Regions from separate parts of the Ovis aries genome. Here region 2 is linked to region 1. A link is a contact called in public Hi-C data. All regions are on one chromosome and are shown on one strand. The core of a region is the stretch at or near the end of the contact, and the rest is flanking DNA. Distances in the headings are between cores, read along the strand shown.

Region 1 (6,579 bases), core at 1,215-3,714:
TAAAGAAAGAAGGAAAAGGGAAGGACTGATCATGAGCATGAAATTATGTAATTATAGACCCAGTATTACATAACCATGGGAATTTCAGTTATGGAATGGAGGGTGGCGATTTAAAAACATTAAGAAAATTAAGAGATAAAAGAGGTGAAGTAAGGGCAGGTGGAAGCAAGGAATTGCCTGCTCTCTAAGAGAAATTTATAATCAACATCTTTTAATATGTCTGTTGGCTATTTGTATGTCATCTTTGGAGAAATACCTACTTATAGATAATTAGATAGAGAGACCTACAAAGAAAACACCATGACTTCACTCTCCTTTTGTTCATCTGACCACTTGCCAAATTATTTAGGAAGCGATATCTCTCACGTGGTAAGGAAAGATTTAAAGTTTAAGGACTCCTTCAGCTTCATGTTGGCTTCCTTGTCTTCTACTCAAAGAAAATGAAATGCCTTAAATTTAAAAGTAGCAACTACACAGTATTACGATTTCAAAATCAATATATTTTTCCTGTCAATCCTGCATCTAGCTATCCATCTACCTGGATACATAAATAAGTATGCCTAAAAAGATGTCTTGGGTTTATAGAATATTTATGGAAGGTATTTCTGGCTGACAAAAATTTTATTTTTTTTTATTTTCTATACTTTCTTGCACATTTTTAATTTTTTACAATGTACTTATACTGTATCCCTTATGCAAGAAGAGAACAATTAAAAAAAAATTAGAAGCAGGTATACCAAAATGTCATTTTAGTTAATTTTGGATGGTAGGAATAGTAAGATATTTTCTTTGCAATTCTTCTGGAAATTTTTTTTTTTAAAGAGGAATTTAAAAAAATGGAAAAATGTGAATTTAAGAGGAATATTTCAGGGATCCAAAGAGAGTAAGCAAAGTCAAGGTCAATGTTTAGCGAGTCCTGGGTCAAGGTTTCGGCCCAGAGAGGCCCCAGGGCAGACAGCCAGCAGGAAGGATAAAGTAGCCAAGGTAGGGTCTCAGAGAATGAATTGTCATTGGACGCCTGGCCTCACCTGGCCTGCAGACGCCTAGCAGGAGCACGCCAGCTTCCCCGGGATGACAGAGGTCGCTTCCAGGGAGAACTTGTAAGCAGCCAGCGGGCTGTTCTCACAGCTCCTACAGTGTCTTATGCAGATGCTGAGGTTTGACCATCAGAACTCGGAGATCTGTCCAGCCCACGACAGGAAGCCAGCACAAAACAAGCGTTCGGTGGTTATAAATGAATCTGTGTTTCAGATGGTACAAGGAGCATCACCTGAAGTTTTGCTTTTTTTTTTTCAAGAGGGGGCAACCAGACCAGTCAGGAAGAAGCCCTTGTAATGGGAGAAACTGAATAGAACAGAGCTGGAAGGATGCCCCGAAGGCCGCTGGGTGTGCCGGAGAGGGAGGGTAGCGCACTGCGTCGGTGAGAGAGGGACAGTCTTCGCTTCCAGAATTCTGAAATTGGACACTTGCGTGTCCATCTTCTCACCGGACTGTGAACTCCTTCTACGGCTTGCACCCAACTTGCCTTTCAGTCGCTCCTCCCAGTCGCCTAGCAGGGCGCCTGGTTGCCCTAAGCGCTTGTGAGATGGTAGAGTGAACGGAGGCAGCTCCTCGCTTCGGTCCAGTCCCGGGCTTTTGTAGAGAAGGCAAGATAAATGCTTTCCCTGCAGGAGGCCAGCGTTCTTTCTTTCCTTCGGGGGGGGGGGGGCGAGGGGGCGGGGAACTGGACATTCACGGGGGTGAATACACCCGAGGGGCTTCATACCCCCGAGGGGAAGCAGCTGTGTAGACAGCCGCCCTCTGCACGGATGTGCCAACCTCAGCCCTCGGGGGCAGCTGGAGACGTCGAAGGAGGTGAGAAGGCGTGTACGCCCCTCTTACCAGGCCTGCGGATGCTGGTGGTACCCAGGAAGGCGCTCGGATCTCTAGAGATAGAGCTAAGCCAGGGTCTGCTGTGGAGAGCTCCCATCTCAGAGCATCTCGGTCCACCTTATTTCCCTAAACTCGCCTTCCACATCTGGCAAGTGGGAAGACTCCAGGACGCCAGGGTGGTGGGGTTGGTGTGTGTGTGTGGCAGTGGGGGGAGGAGAGAAGCTGAAAGCGCCGCGCACAAGTGAATGGGCACCATCGCCGAGTTCGAGCTGACTCTCCCCCGGCCGCGGTGCGAACGCGGCCAGGACCCCCAGCCCGGTGCGGAGCGCGCCCTCCCCCGGGCCATCGGGGCCCCAGGCGGCCCAGGCCCTCCCAGCCTCCGCGCGCGGCCCTCCGCGGCTGGATGCCCGAAGCTGCTCCGGCCGCGGGCAGAGGGGCTCGCGGGGCGGCGGGCAGGGCGGCGGGGTGCCGGGGGGCGCCGGCGGAGCCGGGGCAGAGGACGCACGCGGCCAGCCCGGCGGCGCGCGCTTTCCCCTCCCCCGCGGCCCGGAGCGCGAGCCGCCGTGACGTCAGGGGCCGCCCGCCTGCCCCGCGCTCCAGCGGGCAGAGCGCGTGCGGCCGCCGAGCACATGGGCCCGCGGGCCGGGCGGACTCGGGGCGGCGGGGCCCGGGGGAACGGCGAGGGGCCGCGAGCGAGGATGAGCCCCGGCACGCCCCCGCCCCGGACCCCCTCGAGTGGATTTCCACGCAGAAAGGATGTTGGCGGTCCCGGTGACCTGCGGAGACACGGTTGGAGCCACCTTTCAGTAAGTTACAATTTTGTCCTCAGCCTTTCTGGAGAGTCGGCAGCCTTGGCCTTGCAGGGAGGGATGCGCGGTGGGCAGCTGGACCGACAGAAAGAGCTTTCAGATCTCAACGTGTTTGTCAACCGTGCACTTTCCTCATCTCCACACTCTAGACTGGCAGCCAGTTTGGGGCGTTTTGGGGCGGGGGGGGGAGGGGAAGAGGGTGACATCAAATAGCCCTTGCAGAGAGATAATTCCGGATTTGTGGTCTTGATGAAAAGTATTTATTATCTAACCTCCAAATATAGACCCCCTCCGATCAGTACTGATTGGGATTCGCAGACAAGGTCGGGAGGCCCCTTTTGCTAGCTGAAAAGCCTGCGAACCATATGATACACCCTCCATCCTTCGCCCATCTCCCCACCGCCCCACCCCCAACTCCCCAACAAGGTGATTTCCGAAAACTCAGCAACTCTGGTTTTGGAAACTTTCTCTCCTTGTGCATTGCATTTGCTGGTTTTCCGGGTGCCCCCACACCCTCATCCTGGTAATTCTATTTGGATGGATTGTTGGTGTATTTAGGTTTACCCTCTCGAGGCTAATGTGCTTTTATTTATGCCAGCGTTTGTGGTCCAAGTGTAGACTTTCGGGAAGGGCAACCATGAGGGTGCATGTGTTCGGTGGGCAGATATTTTCCCGAGAGTTGGCAGACATGGAATATTCTGTTCACTCGAGCCCCTGACTTCAGGCCCGTCTGTAAGATGAGAGAAGAGAGGAAATCCCTAAGTGAGGGGTTTGGGGGAGAAGAGGGTGAGGTCTGGGTGTTTCTTTTCCGTCTTCTGTTTTCCAAAGAGAGGCTGGCTGCCCCTCTTGCATCCCCCCTCCCCCATCACTTTGCGTCCTGGCTCCTGGAAATGCTTAGTTGTTGGAGCAAAGCGGGAAGAAACGTGTGTTTGTGTGTGGTGGGTGGGCGGAGGCTCTGAGGAGGTAGGGACTGTGTCTGCTGCGCTGTTTGTTATAGGATATTGCAGCCCTCTTTTGCATACTGGCAGTGACAAGTTCAGGCTTGTTCATCTGACACAGTCCTGTGGTCACAGCGAATCTGTCTGAAGCTTTAACTAATGGAGAAGGGTGTTGGATGGATCCTCTGAACACTCAGTGGGACTTCCTGAAAGATTTATTAGGACAAAAACCTTCCTGGAAGCAGCAGCAGAACAAGCCCAGAGTGGCTGGGCTGGGCAGGAGCCTCCTGGCCTGATCCCCACTGTTTGGGAGCAATTACATCCTGGAGGTAAGGAGCACCTCGTGGTCTAAGGCCTTGGTACTGGGCGACTGGGATTCTATGGATGAGTCTGGTGATGGCAAGGCTGAGAGGGTCCGGGGCCGATCATAATGCTGTCCCCAGTGAATTCCCGAGGAAGGGGCACGGGGGAATTTGTTCTGTGGTCATTTTTGTTTTGCCTGCTGAAGGGTGACTTTTTATTGTTGTTGTTGCTTTACGCTCTGAGTGAAGAATTTTGCATCATCCAGGCTTCTCTTGAAAAGGAGAAGAAATCAGTTTCTTTTTCTGATTGATTCCCTCCTACCCCCGGCGCATGCTGTCTGGGCTTGCCCTTTCTGTCTGGGGCTAGAGCTTTTCTGGGCTGGAAAGAGGGAGTTCTTCTCGATTCCGAAATATCGGACAGACCCCAATCCCCGGAAACTGATTTGTGAGTTTACTGATCTAAAAACTGGGTAAATTCTCACCGGCCACATTCAGCTGATCTCTTGTGCTTTAGCTTTTTCTTTTCCTCCTGAATGGCAGGCAAGCAGGCAGGCTGGGTTTCAGAGCCTGTGTCCCAGGGCTTTCTGCCTGCCTGGGAGGGACATTTTTTTCTCAGCTCAACTAAAGAGCCTCCTGGATGATATTTATTCTTCTTTGTGTGAGTTTCCCTGAAAGTGGTGATACTGATGGCAGGTGGTTGAGCCTTCCCTGTGGGAGCGAGAACCTTGGATGGTAGCTGGTCCACGTTCCTCGGCGAGGTAGCCTTGGGCCTGCTAATGGCTGCGCTTCTCTGTGTGTTTTAGGTGTCAGATGGCTTCTGGATGCTCAAGCTTTTTCTTTTGTATTTCCTGTCCTTGTTGGCTGTGGACATGGTGTTCTCCCCACCCGCCCCCTTTAAAAAAAAAAAAAACCCACAAAACTCTGGATGCAGGTTTTTAAGAAACCAGGCTTGTTCCTGCACCTACTCTATGTCAATGGGGGGACTCCTGACCCAAAATGGAATAATTTTGACTGTGGATGAGCCCTGTTGATGGTCATTTCTATCCTTTCCCTAAAAAACTTCAGGAGTTCGAAGCCTTACAGGAGGCACTGCCAAGATGGGTCCTTTGATAGACTCTGCCTTGTCCCTTCTATTTTTCTGGTCCCAACGAATCTAAGACTCTAATAACAATAATAGTAAATGATCATAATAGTAGTGTAGTAGTTTCTTTCTTCCCCTCCCCCCCGTTTTTTTTTGCCATGCCACGTGGCATGTAGGATCTTAGTTCCTCCACCAGGGATGGAACCCTTGCCTCTTGCAGTGGAAGCATGGAGTCTGAACCACTGTACTGCCAAGGAATTCCCAATAATAGTGGCAGTTTTTGTAATAACACTGAAATCTTATATCAGGCCGAGCTTGTTATTCCCATTTTATGCTTCCTATAGCCTCACCAAGGCAGTTACAATAAAGTGTCCGGTAGTGATGGAGTTCTTATTGTGGGCCAGCCTTGAAATGCTTCATATTTGTTATTCATATAATCCCCCAGCTATTGTGTTGTTTAATTGCCAAGTCGTGTCTGACTCTTTGCGATCGGGTGGACTCTAGCCTGCCAGGCTCCTCTGCCCATGGGATTTCAAAGGCAAGAATACTGGAGTAGATTGCCATTTCCTTCTTCAGGGGATCTTCCCGACCCAGGGATTGAACCCGGGTCTCTGGCATTGGCCACCTGGCAAGCTACCTGGAAAGACAAAATTATCGTTATCATCACAGTTTTGCAGATGGGGAGCCCACAGGTCAGATTAAGGATGCCCCCAACCCCCACCCTCAGGTCACACAGCCACGGAGTGGCAGAGACACCTGGATTTGCCCTGGCCATCTGCCTCCCCAGGCCCACTCGTAGAAGTCAGAGGACCCTGAAACTAAAGACAGACAAAGATGCTGCTCCGCCTGGAGCAGGAGGGTCCAGCTCATCCTCCAGCCGTCCCTCCTTGCCCAGGCACAGGGAGAAATCCCACACCTCACGTGAAGACACCATCTGCCCAGACTGCTGGCCTGGGTGGGGTCAAGAAGCCACAAGAGTGGGGCTTCAGTGCTCAGAAAATTCTAAACTGAAGAGTCTGGGGACCTCTGGGGCCAGGGGCCAGCATCTATCTTGGTGTAGAAGCTATGGGCTTTTGCAGAAAGCTGTATCCAGGTGTCCCGCCTGGCTCTGTGACCAGCATTTATTACTAACAACATTCACAGCAGATGGGAGATAGAGCTGTTTCTGCAAATGATCATAGACCCTCCACCTCCACGACCTGCCCCTGCCTCAATGATCCCAAGTGCCCTCCTCCCTCCTGGGTGTGTTTTGGTCCTGTAACCACCCTAACAATACAAAGATTGTATTGTCCCAACCTCGTCCTGAAAAACAAAAACGTCAACCTATAAACACAAGATTCACAGTCATGAGGCCCAAATGATCTCGGTTATTTTTTTAATTTCAGAGTTCTGAATTTTCTTTTATTTTCTCTTCCTCTTTTTTTTTTTCTTCTATTTTGAAGGGGGAGGCAAGGAGTAGGGGTGGTGTTGTTTAGTTGGTGCCCGGTGGGTAATCAGAGCCCCTGTTATATCTGTTTCTTTTCCCTCTTGGACCACGAATTTCTTGAGAGGAACAAAGGAGCAGGGATGTGCTTGGG
Region 2 (6,579 bases), core at 1,560-4,059, 58 kb before region 1:
CTGTCCATGGGATTTCTTCAGGCAAGAATACTGGAATGGGTTGCCATTGCAACCTTCAGGGGGTCTTCGCGACTCAAGGATCGAACCTCGGTCTCCTGCGTCTCCCGCATTGGCAGGCAGATTCTCCACCACTTAGCCACCTAGGAAGCCAGCCCGGAGGTAGCTATGGGTTCATTTTCACCACCTCTTATGCAGTTGGACAGCCTCCTCTGAACCACTTTTCTCTCCGGTGATTCCTCTTCTTTCCACCTCTCTGCAGTTGGCCTGAAGGAATCATAAAACGGCGGCTGGAAACTCATTTTAAGGAACCGCCCCTTCCTCAGCCGGGTGCTCCCGGACGCCCCTGCCCCCACCCGACCAGCCCGCCCTCAGCTGGCATCCAGACGCAGCGACCTAGGCTGCCAGTAGAGGGCACACTTACTTTAACTTTCGAAACCTGGGGCGCGGGTGCAGCTCTGGGAGGGGGCAGGGAAAGACGCTTTGCGGCAAAACTCTGGCTAGGGATTGGTCACTTGCGTTTGCGGCAAAGACCTGGAGGCTGGAGCAATTTGCAGTCATTAAAACCGACTTGTGCCTTGTGCCTGATTTGGAGGAAGTTACTACTCTTTTAACAATCGAATGCCGAGCAGCAAACTCAACGGGTAATAATTTATCTCAAACACAGGCATGACATAGGCGAGCCCTCCCCGTTCCAAATTTTTTTCACTTTTGGAAGGAGGGGGAAGGGGCGTGGAAAAGTTATAACGCCCTTGGATGAGGGACTGGGGCTGGGATAGATCGCCTCTGTATAATGCAAACTAGTAAATCCCGAGGGGATATGCATTATATATTAAATATAGATTCATTGAGGGAGTGAACAAATCATGTGTCGTGTTGGGCAAAATTCTAGGCTGACGTGAACATGAAAAGTATACAGATGTACGTGGATTCTACTATACATACACACTTCACTATGGTATTCAGAAAAAATTTAAGAGTCAGTGAACTAGGAAATCAATGCCTGAAATTCGGCCAATTTTTAATTGGCTCAAGACACTGCCAGCACACATCCCCCCCCCCCCCCAAGAAACGGAAGTAATACTTGGCTCCTCTCCTTAGATGAGAATCGATGCATTGTGTGTGTGTGTGTGTGTGTGTGTGTGTGTGTGTGTGTGTGTGTGTGATTTCGAGCCCAATGATAAAGAGAAAAGCAGACCCAGAAAGGAAGTCAACGTTCGGTTTGTCCTAGCAGGAAAGAGTTAACGGTTTTCCTCACCGGGGACTCTGCAGACTCCCCAGGCAGGATCCTCCGGCTCGCCCCCTTCCCTCTTCTGGGGAGTCTGGTCCTGAGGCTCGCGCCCCCCTCCCCCGGGCTGTATCCTCCCGTCTAGCGCCTTCTATTTTTCCCCAAACCTGGGAGCCCCAGAGTGGTGCAAACCGGCGCCACGGGGCGCAAAGAGGATTCGTCTCTCTTCTGAAACCTGGCTGCGGAATTGGGAACTCCGAGAGAGAGGCGCGGGGGTGGGATGGGGGTTTAGAGGGACGGGGGTGGTCCCCCGCGGCGCGCACCCGCAGGCGCGCTCCTCCCTTATTCCAGCTCTGGAACCCGCAGAAAGATCTCAGGGATTAGCGCGTACTGGGTGGGGGGAGGGGCAGGAGGAACGCTGGCCCCCACGGAGATCCGTGTAGGTCTGCGCGGGCAGAGCCAGGAGTGGGGGTCCTCTGCGACTTTGGCAGCAATCGGGGGATTCATTGTGGGTGGAAGGTGCGCAGTCGAGAAAGCTGCGCACACCCAGAATGCATAACACCCCCAACAAATGCAATGGGTGTTTATTCATACCGCGCTCTCCAAGTATACGTGGCAGCGCGTTGCTGAATTATTTTAGTAATTCCAGGCACCATTTTTCTTCCCCATACCTTTGATCATGTATCCCATCGACACTTAACCCCCCAGCACACACACACTCAGAGCGCACGCCCATCAATACCCCTTCTTTCCTCCTCTCTTCGTAGGAGTTATTTTCCAAAGGCTGCCCCTTCCCGGCCTGTCCACCCGGGACGTGCATGGCGCAGCCGTGGGTACACGGTGTATTCTCAGCATCTAGGGATGAGCGGTTCTGCCCCCAGATGATTTAAGAACACAGGACAAGTATGCGGTTTGTCCAACACAGCGCTGCTCCACAGGAACCAAGCAGCAGAGAGACGGTTTGAGCGGGAGCAAAAGAAAATGGTAGGCGCGCGCAGTTAATTCATGCGGCGCTCTGACCGTGTTTACATCCGAGAGCTCGGCGCACTGGAGTGCCAGGCTCAAAGAGCTGAATCTCCTCCCCTCCCGCCCTCCCTCCCCACCAGCGCCCCTCCCGGGTTCCCAAAGCAGAGGGCGGGGGAGACAAAGATCCTCTCTGGTGAGTCCCCGCCCACCAGCCCTTTATAGGCGAGGGTCTCCGCTGCGGAGGACCCCCGGGCTGCGCATCTCGCGGCTACCGCTGCGGCTGGCTCGCCGCGGCCGCCGCCTGGCTCCACCACTGCCTGGAAGGGCAGGGCTACTCTGAGGCTTGGCGGGAAAAAGAACAGAGGAGGGGCCTTACCTTCTCGTATAAAAGCCAGTTTTTTCTGGGCTTTATCTGACTCGCTGTAGTAATTCCAGCGAGAGGCAGAGGGAGCGAGCGGGCGGGCCCTCCAGGGTGGAAGAGCCGAGCCAGCCTAGCGAGCGGAGTCGCGCTCCGGGCGCCCGGGGAAGGGAGATCCGGAGTCAAAGGGGGGCTTCTGCGCCTCCAGCCAGGCCGGCCCCCACCCCACCCTCCCCGCGGACCCCTGCTAGCGGTCCGCCACCCGCGCCGCATCCGCGAAACTTTGCCCACTGGAACTTACAACACCCGAGCGACACCAAGACTCCCCGGACGCAGAGAAGCTCTTCTGCCTTTTTGGGGAGACACTTTCCCTCGCCGCAGCCCACGACCCGCGCCTCTGAAAGGCGCTCCTCGCCGCTTTTTGGACGCTAGATTTCCTTCGGATAGTGGAAATACGGGTGAGCACCCGGACCTATTGGCCTTTTTCATTTATTTTTGCTACCGCCTTAACGCCGCGATGAGCAGAACGCCCGAATCGAGTGTCTTTTCTCCCATTCCTGCGCTATTGACACTTTTCTCAGAGTAGTTGTGGCTGGTCGGGGTGGGGTGGAGAGGAACCAGAACTGGGTCGGGGTACAGTGACTTGTCAAGATGGGAAGAGAGAGGAAGGCAGAGGGAAACCGGGGGTGCGTTTTCTGAAAGTAGCCTTTAGAGGTTTTTGCTCGCCTTAGATGGACGCTGACCCCGGCCGGGTGGACATTCATGCTTTATTGCATTAATTGCTTTTTTGCCTTTTGTCGGGGAGAAGAAGGGTATGCTTCGCGGTTGACAGAAAACCCTTTACATCCTGAACTCCTTGGAGTAAGAATTACACATTGCATGTTTGAGCGAAGAGAGCTCCGCAGCCGCTGACTTTTTCCTGTCTGGAAAAGGGCATTTAAATTTCGGCTTACTGCATTTCTGACAGCCAGAGACAGACACTGCGGCGCGTCCCGCCCGCCGACCCCCTCGGCGTCTCCAACGCTCCCGGCTCCTTTTAGAAGTTGGCCTTTGACTTTTTTTTTAAAGGATAGTAAAATTAAAGATTTTGGTCTACAGAGAGGTTAGGATTCGGTGTTGGGAAGGCGCGGGGACGGGGAAAAGGAAGCTGGGGCAAAGATGTGTCCGAGTCTCCTGGAATTATTGACTCGGCGGTGGGGGGGGATGAGGGCAAAATCTCTGCACCTAGCCTTGGCTCCCCGGCCGCCTCCGGGGTCCCCGCGCGGGTGTCCCTACGCCCCCTGAGATGCGGAGGACGGCCAGGAGCGAGGCACCGGGCTTTTCGAGAACAGCTGCTACCCTCGGCTGGTGAGGGAGAAGACGCCCGGCTACGGGCGCGGAATCGTAGCAGGGTCTCTGGCGCAGTTACGTCGCCGTATTGAGTGTTGAAGGGAGACGTCTCTGTTATTATTTAACACTCTCCTTTTATTTATGAGGGTCGGGGGTGGGGGGGGGGGGGGTGGAGAAGGGCTAAAGGCTCGAAGCTGAGCTCGCCACCCCAGCCGGAGAGAGAAGGAAAGCCCGCAAAGGAAAGAAGGGGGTTGCGCTGGGGGTAGGGATGCGGGAGGCGGAGAAGGGAGGCTGGGAGGGGCGGCGGCGCCGGCAGGGGAAACAGCGAGACGAGGGCGCGCGAGTGGGAACGGGCGCGGCGCTAGGGGCCCGGGAGCGGGAGGGGGCCGAGCGCAACCGCTCCAGCCGCGGCGTCTCTCGCCGCCTCCTTCAGGTGGCGCAAAACTTTGCGCCCCGGCGTTTGGCAGATCCTATTCCCCACCGCCGCCGCCGCCTACCCGGGCCTGTGACGGAGGCCAAAGCTGATTTCGATTGCTGGGCGGTCGCGGGGCAGACTCCCGGGCTTCGCGCTCCAGGCTCCCCGGAGGAGAGCCGAAAAGCCCCGCGGCGCTGCGGAGCTGGTTCGCCAAGTGTGTGTCTGAGATAGTAGAGGGTCACTCAGAGCGGGCTAAAAGGGTGCCTTTTTTGTCCGTTCCCCACCTCCCATCAGCCTCATTTGGGGATCGCGCTGGAAGGGGAGTGGTTCTGGATTGTGGCGCGCAGTGCGCGCTGCGTGGGGGTTTCGGCACCATCCAAGACCCCTTTAACTCAAGACTTGCCCCGTCTTTGTGTGCCCCCTCCGGCAGGCTACCGCGATGCCCCTCAACGTCAGCTTCGCCAACAGAAACTATGACCTCGACTACGATTCGGTGCAGCCTTATTTCTACTGCGACGAGGAGGAGAACTTCTACCACCAGCAGCAGCAGAGCGAACTGCAGCCGCCGGCGCCCAGCGAGGACATCTGGAAGAAATTCGAGCTGCTGCCCACCCCGCCCCTGTCCCCTAGCCGCCGCTCCGGGCTCTGCTCGCCGTCGTACGTCGCGGTCGCCTCCTTCTCGCCCAGGGGAGACGACGACGGCGGCGGCGGCAGCTTTTCCTCCGCGGACCGGTTGGAGATGGTGACCGAGCTGCTGGGAGGCGACATGGTGAACCAGAGCTTCATCTGCGACCCCGACGATGAGACCCTCATCAAAAACATCATCATCCAGGACTGTATGTGGAGCGGCTTCTCGGCCGCCGCCAAGCTCGTCTCGGAGAAGCTGGCCTCTTACCAGGCTGCGCGCAAAGACGGCGGCAGCCCGAGCCCCGCCCGCGGGCACGGCGGCTGCTCCACCTCCAGCTTGTACCTGCAGGACCTGAGCGCCGCCGCCTCTGAATGCATCGACCCCTCGGTGGTCTTCCCCTACCCGCTCAACGACAGCAGCTCGCCCAAGCCCTGCGCCTCCCCGGACTCCACCGCCTTCTCCCCCTCCTCTGACTCTCTGCTCTCCTCTGCTGAGTCCTCCCCGCGGGCCAGTCCCGAGCCCCTGGCTCTCCACGAGGAGACCCCACCCACGACCAGCAGCGACTCTGGTAAGCTGGGACCCTCCAGGCGCGTCAGAGGGGTCGGCTGGCTCTTTCCTATTCTCATTGGCTGCCAACTCAAGGGGCCATACTTCAGTTGCCCCCCCCCCCCACTGCCCCCCACTGCCTTTTTCTCCTTATATTTGAAAAAGAAATGTCAGGTCTGGAAGAGTTTGGGAGCTCACCATCCCTGAAACACTGAGCTTTAGTGTTCTTCCCACTCCTTCCCCTAAGATCGCCCTAGTGGCCAGTCCTCTCCTTTCCCTTCCCTCCCCTTAGGAATTTCTTTTGGGTTTTTAAATCTTCTAGCTTATCTAGCAACTCAATCCGCTCCCTCTTACCCCTCTTAAGCATTTTAATTGCCCTGGAAGGGGGCGGGGCGAGTCGTCGTTGTGGAGTTAAGAGAGGATTGATCTCCGAGAGTGAATGAATTACCTCCCTCCTCCCTTCTGAGTTGTTGGGATTTAGTGGACTACAGATCAACAGAAATGAAGAGGGGCAGTGTACAGAGACCGGGCAGCCTCCCCCTGAGCGCCGGGAGCTAGTGAAAGTGCCTTAAAAGTGTATGGACTGAGTTGGGATCTTTGCACCTCTTTTGAACACTAAAAGCCAATCCTTTACAAAATTGGACTTCGGTTTTTCCTTCCCCCACCTTCTAGGACTTTTGACAAAGCTGCAAGACTTGTTTTTTTGTTTTTTTTTTTTTTTCTTTTTGCACTTCCAGTAAGATAGGGAGTTGCTAAAGTTATACCAAAGATTTGCAGCTATCATTTGCAACACCTGAAGGCTTCTTGGTAAAGTCCCTTGCAAATAGGAGGTGCTTGGGAATGTGCTTTGTCTGGGTGTGTCCAGGGCCTCATTAAGTCTTAGGTAAGAATTGGCATCAATGCTGTATCCTGGTAAATTGTAATTTTCTTGTCTGTGCCATAAACCCAGCTGTCATTTTCCTGCCTGAGACTCTCCCTTCTTGAGAAGAAAAGCAGAGATCATTGGCTACCTGTCTGGGAATAACTTTGTGCCAGGGTCCTTTTTTTTTTTTTTTTTTAGCCTCACCCAATGGCATGTGGGATTCTTAGTTCCCCAACTAGGGATCAAAACT

What was found. Hi-C and Micro-C count contacts between places; a contact is called where the count stands out from the background.
Region 2: a contact with region 1 is called in a Hi-C map of tail adipose tissue, with 3 times the contacts expected there. The contact joins the promoter of MYC here to the enhancer-like site in region 1. A contact is called at or near these places in 4 of 16 Hi-C or Micro-C datasets (blood, skin fibroblasts and tail adipose tissue).

What each region holds. Positions count from the first base shown.
Region 1 is chr9:25,676,641-25,683,219 of ARS-UI_Ramb_v3.0, reverse strand. No RefSeq gene overlaps it. Among named protein-coding and RNA genes, the nearest start is that of MYC, 59 kb to the left of the region's middle. Within about 2 kb of position 2,464, at least 21 of the 54 cell types and tissues checked have an H3K27ac peak or open chromatin away from gene starts, as enhancers often do. A contact at or near this core is called in tail adipose tissue, where this site is marked.
Region 2 is chr9:25,734,766-25,741,344 of ARS-UI_Ramb_v3.0, reverse strand. It overlaps MYC (MYC proto-oncogene, bHLH transcription factor), which reads left to right and starts at 2,809. Exons shown (of 3, transcript NM_001009426.1): 1 at 2,809-3,007; 2 at 4,724-5,489. The coding sequence starts at 4,733. LOC132657163 (a long non-coding RNA gene) reads right to left here and starts at 2,494. Exons shown (of 2, transcript XR_009594937.1): 1 at 422-2,494; 2 at 1-264.